Linked DNA regions of Mus musculus: region 1 is linked to region 2. Evidence: chromatin contacts called from public promoter capture Hi-C data. All regions are on one chromosome and are shown on one strand. Each heading gives the region's core, a stretch centred on a gene start, on an enhancer-like site or on the middle of the called end of the contact. The rest is flanking DNA. Distances are from core to core; before and after follow the strand shown. Region 1 holds the start of Ptpn23 (protein tyrosine phosphatase, non-receptor type 23). Region 2 holds the start of Tex264 (testis expressed gene 264).

The links. Promoter capture Hi-C pulls out the DNA fragments that hold promoters and counts their contacts.
Region 1: a contact with region 2 is called in a promoter capture Hi-C map of liver, with 2.8 times the contacts expected there. The contact joins the promoter of Ptpn23 here to the promoter of Tex264 in region 2. A contact is called at or near these places in 2 of 39 promoter capture datasets (liver and pre-B cells).

Annotation. Positions count from the first base shown.
Region 1 is chr9:110,406,642-110,409,908 of GRCm38.p6, reverse strand. It overlaps Ptpn23 (protein tyrosine phosphatase, non-receptor type 23), which reads left to right and starts at 1,699. Exons shown (of 25, transcript NM_001081043.1): 1 at 1,699-1,875. The coding sequence starts at 1,792.
Region 2 is chr9:106,684,386-106,687,355 of GRCm38.p6, reverse strand. It overlaps Tex264 (testis expressed gene 264), which reads left to right and starts at 1,404. Exons shown (of 6, transcript NM_001081654.2): 1 at 1,404-1,521; 2 at 2,361-2,427.

The sequences.
Region 1 (3,267 bases), core at 450-2,949, 3.7 Mb before region 2:
TCCTATCTTTAGGTTGATTCCCAAGATTGTTCCCGTGTTTGTGTGGCAACACCTTAGCTTCCAAATCATCCCCCCAGCTTAACATACTCTTTAAACTTCATTTTTTTGTGTTTTGTTTTGTTTTTTTAAAGACAAGGTTTCTCTGTGTAGCCCTGGCTGTCCTGGAACTCACTCTGTAGACCAGGCTGGCCTCGAACTCAGAAATCCACCTGCCTCTGCCTCCCAAGTGCTGGGATTAAAGGCATGCGCCACCACCGCCTGGCTAAACTTCATTTTAAAAATTATTGTATGTGTATAGGAGTTTTGCTTGGCACATATGTATGTCTGTGTACCACATGTGTGCAGTGCCCACAGAACCCAGAAGAAGACTAAAGGTCTGGAACTGGAGTTATAGACTGCTGGGAACTGCCATGTAGATGCTGAAAATCAAAGCCAGGTCCTCTGGAAGAGCAGCCAGTGTTCTTAACAACCAACCCACCTCTCTAGACCCTAACATACTTTTAGTATGGAAATGTCTGTTACTTCTACAAAGAGGACGTGGGCCCTACCTGGGTCGGGGAAACCCGTCTTGTGAATCCAGAGTCTTTATTCTCGGGCTCTACATTGCCTCTAAATGCATCTGTCCTCATCTTCACACAAACTAGACCTGAAGTCTTGCGCTCCCTTCTACATGTTCCTCCCAATTTCCTCATGTCAGGTAACAGCCTGTCAGCTATCCACCTAAACCAGGCAGAAACTTGGAAATCAACTTTGATCTCATTCCCTAACATGTACCCACCCCAACTTAGGATACTTTTTTTTCAAAATAGTTCTCAGATGTTCCTCAAAGTGCATTATCTACCCACTTTTTTTTTTAAAGCCTTTTTCACCCAAAGCCACAATCACCGGTCTCCTAGAAGACTACAAAAGGTCACTCACTACTTTCTCCGTTTCCTTATTTTTAAAATTTGTTTGAGACAACGTATTGTTATGTTGCCCAGTCCAGCCTTGAAATGACCTAGTCTCTTCCCTCAATCTCCGGGGTGTCTCCATTATTTATGTCTAAAATTTAACAATACACACAACACAGCTTTAAAATTCCTGTTTCACAGGTGTCTCCAGAGACAAATGCTCGTCGCTGTATAGTTCCTTCCAGAGTCGCAGTCTTCTTAGGTGTTAACTTGGCTGTTCAATGTATCCTACTAAAAATCAAGAACTCCTCAGGCTGCAGAGGGTGGTGGTGTGGAGCAGTGTTCCTGCCCCCTCAACCGCGGACAGAAGGAATCCCTTGGCACTTTTAGCCTGAGTTCCATCCCGCCATACAGTTTGCATAGCTCATGGCTGTCTTCACAACCCCTCTCCCTAACATCACACTAGTCGTTCTCTATGCAGCACTAGTCCCCATCCTTCACCGCTCTCAAGATTTGGGAATTACAAATTCATGGGTGAGTTTTTGAAGGGCCCCCCCGGGAGGAAGAAGAACGTTACGCAAACCAGAAAATCCCAGCAAAGCCTCAAGCTTAGTGGAGGAGATCACTATTCCCAGAAGCCCCTTCACCGTGGATTGGGTCGTCTCTCCACCCAAGACCCTTCGCGCGAGAAGACCGAGCATGCGCGAAGAGGTGTGCGCATGTGCAAAAAGACTACCGGGGTGGGGGGGCCGGACTGCACCTCCCAACAGGCTGCGGGGGGAGTGCGTCACTCCGCGTGACGAGCAGCTTCCGGCGTGGAGGGGCGGGGTTGCGCGCGCGGCTGAAGCAGCTGCTGGACCTGGGAGGGGAGCGGCCCTAGGGCCGCTAGGCGCTACCCGCGATGGAGGCCGTGCCCCGGATGCCCATGATCTGGCTGGACCTGAAGGAGGCCGGTGACTTTCACTTCCAGTCTGCGGTGAAGAAGGTGAGCACACCTTCGCCGCGCATCTCCGTCGTCTGCCCGCGCGTGACGCCCCCCCTGCGCGCCTGTCCCTCCCCGGGTTCCGTCACAGGTCGGGCCAGGCGTTTTCCCTTAGGATGGCCCACCCCTCCCCGGCCGGCACATCATCGTTTTCTCCGACTGGCAGTGCATCATTATGGGGACCCTCTTCCGGACTTCTGTCCCAGACCACCCGCGTTTCTACCGAGGTTCAGCGCTTCCTTGCGATGACGCTCCTGGACCCAGCTCTGCCCTGTTCCTCCATGTCCAGGGAGCCCCCGCGGGGAGCGATGGCGGTCCAGGGTCTACGGAGTCCATGCTAGGCCCGGGCCTTGGTGGCCTCCCAGTTCAAGACTGGACTAGGAAAGAATGTGTGTTTAAGACCGGAGCCCGAGTGGTCCATAGGAATGTCTGGCTCTTAGAGTGTGTGACTGAGTGTGTGTCTGTGTGCAGTTGGATGTCTGACCCTCCAATTCTCTATGGTCTCCTGACAAAATTTCTGTTCCAAAGTTCCTTTGAACCAAAAAGACAGTTTCTTGTTGATGATTAGAGGGCTTGAATCACGCTAGGGCTCTTGGCATCCTATGAGTCATTGTGCTGGCTAGAGCAGTCGTTTGGAGCTCACTGAGGCAAGGGGTTTCCGTGGTGAGATCAGGTGTGGTGATGTGGAACTGGGTAACCTCCGAGAGGGCCGTAGCAGCAGTGGGCAGGTGGGGAGCTGGGAGGAGTCTTGGGGATTTAGCACAGCAGCGGTTGGAGTAGACAGTCTAGAATCCTTTACCACTCCGTGGTATTTAGGGAAAGGAGGAGAAAGAAAATGGGTTTGGAAGTAGTTTCCGATGGACTTGCCTCCTGGATTCTCTTCATATCACCACTTCCTCTGATCAGGCCCTACTTGCTTGAGGATAGGGTGAGGTGCATTCAGGTGCCGGGTGTGTGGATGTGGTGGTGGTCCAAGCTGTGAGTATCAGACCCAGACAGAGCCTGGCACAAGAAGCTAGGCAGGTGCTCTTCCACAGAGATATATGCCCCCAGCCCAGACTCCTTTCCCCACCTGTAAGACCAGCGTAGTAAGCCAATTGATCTAAATTTACAGACTTTTGTTAATTCTTTACCATCTTCTCTTTTTTTGTTTGTTTGTTTGTTTGGCTGTCCTGGAACTCACTTTGTTTGAGGCCTCTCAGAGATCCGCCTGCCTCTGCCTCCCAAGTGCTGGGATTAAAGGCGTACACCACCACCGCCCACCACCTGGCTACCATCTTCTGTTTAATATTATGAGGTGAATTTTTCTAAAATGTATCAAAATTGAGGAAGATAAAGACATAGTATATTGGGCCCTGGTTATACAGAGTCTTACAGAGTAAAGCCAGTATTTTT
Region 2 (2,970 bases), core at 155-2,654:
CTCCTACAATAGAGTGCTGACATTCCTCAGGCATACCTGCAACTCTGATACTGAGTTCTAGAGTTCCCACCCAGGCTAAGGGAAGTGAGCCAAGACAGCAGGATGAAGAAAGAGTGTCTCCTGACAGTCATTTCCTGACACAGGCTAATGAGTTTCAGAGAGACAGAATTAACATGTGCTCTGAACCTGGGCCATGTGCCCTTCGTGTCTCAAGAACCCTATCTAGTGTACAGCCCACCTGCCCGAAGCAGCCAATCATTACCATGTTTGATGTTCACGGTAAAATAGCTATAATGACTTTCCTGCCCTCTCTACTTTGAAGACTTTTGAGTAGCTAGCTGCTTTTTCTTACCAGCCTGTCTACAGCATTGGGACATTTGTCTTGTGGATGACATTCAAGATCACATGTTACCCCATGGCTGCTGGCTTTTTCCAAAGTCATCTTATATGCTCTTTGGGTGATCAACTTTCCATAAAGCAATCTTGTCAGAAGTACTAATATAGTCCTTGGCCCAGCCTGTCTGGCATCAAGATTTATAAACAGCCAAGTTTACAAGCATAGTGGCCTTCCTCACTTCCAGCATAGATCTGGGCGTCTCAGGAGGTGCCCTCAGTACAGTGCTTTGAGATTCATAGGTCATCAGATCCTAGCTCAAGATTGAACCTGTATTGAAGGAGCTTACCCTTGACTTGGGAGTTACCTAAGTTATATTAACTTAGTAGAAACTCCCAGCAACCACAGCCAGGGCTGTGAAGTAGAAGCTTTGAAAAGAGGTGTTCCCTGGAGTGAACTTCCGGAGGCCAAGGCTTTCATTTGGTTCACTCAGTGTTTCCATAATAAAGGTTGGATGGAGGGATGGTCGTCCCTATGCTCAGAGAATCCCTGATGGGTGGCTGAGTGAAGACACTTAAATTTGCATTCTCCAGAGATTGTTCAGAGCATCTTTTGTTTATCCATAGCTTCCTCAGCTGTTAAGACCTGAGCAAGCGGCCAGACTTGAGAAGGTTCTGAGGGAAGGTGGCGAGAGTAAGACTGGTTCAGTTAGTAAGAGGCCGACATTGCTGTGCGGATCCTCTCTAAAATGCACAAACACTATTCAGTCCCGCTTTGGCTTCCTGGGCTTCTGGAGCAGGCAAACAGGCTGACTTTCCCGGTGCTTGGAGCCCGCCTTCACCCCTGCGCCTTCCCTTCCCTCCCTGTCGGCCAGGATACCTTGGGGTATTGGTTGGTTGTTGCTTGATCACCTTCAGGAGTTCCCCTTCATTGGAAGCAGGAATGTGTGTTGTGGGCCCAACCCAGCTGGGGGGGGGGGAGGCGGCGGGGGAGGCGTGCATGTTACCAAGGAGACGGGGCGGGGCAGGCCTCCGCCCTCCAAATCTGGAGCGCACGCGCCCACAGCCACGGTCACGTCCCGCCGCGAAAGGGGCGGAGCGAGCGCGAGGGGCAAGCGCACACAGGCTCCACGACTGAGCCCCTATCTTCCTCCGGCGCCCGTCCGCGTCCGTGGGGCCGCCGCTGAGGTGAGGGCGGGGCCAGAGGCGAGGCGTTCCCGACGGGGTGTCTGCCGGGGCTCCCCCTCATCCCCTCCCGCCTGCTCCCCGCGGCCTGAGCCGCCCTCTGCCCCGCGTCTGACTCACTGCTGGCCCAGCCTGCTTCCCGGGCCTGAAAGCGACGGGGAGGCGGTCCTGACCTCTCGGCGCGGATCCTGCCTCGGTGCTGGGTGCGGGAACGTCCGGGGTCCGTGGGACTAGAGGGGAACGGGCGGGGCCCTCACCTTTCAGCAGCGCTGCCTGTGGCCGCGCGTCGCGTCGCCGCTCCAAACTTTAGCGTGTCTGAAGTTGCAGAGGTGCAGGAGGCCGTGAAGCGAGCCGGGGCGGCAGGAAGCCGACAGCACGAAGCGGCGACCCCAAGGCCCCCCGGCTGCTAGCACCCAAGTTCGCCGGCGCAGGTCCCTTTAAGGGCCCGGCCCTCCGCAGAGCGCACGTGAGCGGCCTCCGGAAGCCTGCGCCTAGTCCCTACTCCGACGCTTGCGGGCCAAGGAAGTCATCTCTACCCTGCACCTCTGACATTAGTGGAAACTGAGGCCCAAGAGAGGGCACACGCTGCCCAAGGTCAGCAGCAGGGGTTGCGTTGGCGCCAAGTGTGGTAGTCGGGCCCAGTGAAGATCATAGGCATGACGTTGTGAAGCTGGACTTGGCCTGACTCCCCCCCCCCCCCCGCGCGATCTGAGGGTGGGGTTGGCGCGTTTGTAGACGGGTCCCCGTTCTGTGGGCTTTCCCTGGAACAGGGTTACTCAGGGCCTGCTTTGCTCACTGCCTGTGTCTAGGGCTGGGATGACTGTTCCTTTCTGCCCCCCTAGCGCCGGAGTACTGGAGCCCTGCTGGACTGGATGCTATGAGTTGCTAAAAGTGAGCCTGACTTTTTCGGTGAGCCTTCCCATCCCCTGTCCTCGCCTTTCTCTATTGGGTGTGGGGAAATTTGCCTTACTTCTTCCTTGGCTGACCAAAGCTCTGGGGATGGGCAGAAACATAGCCCCCTTTTTCTGAACAGTTTGCGAAGTGGAAGGAAGAGACAGGTTGGGAGCTAAGTTCCCTTAAACAGAAGTGTGTGGCAGTGCTTGTCACTCCCAAGACAGGCTATGGCCTAGATATTGAGAGCTTCTAGCCTTGAGATAAGCGAGGGCCAAAAGATGAAGTGCCTTTTTGGAAACCAGAGGAGGGAAAAACTGTCAGTGAACGGCGGTTAGACTGTTGGGTTCCCATGGCCTGTGTTTTGGTCCAGGTGGCTCAGTGTAATACCTATGTGACCTTGGGCAAGCATCTTGACCTCCAACCACTTATTTCCTGATGTGTACCTACCTTCTTAGATTCTCCTTGAGGATTAGTGAAATAGCTGAGTTTCAGGGTTCAGACAGTGCCTAGCCTATATCAAGAATGAGTGGAAGATTTGGTATGATCATTATCAGAGAA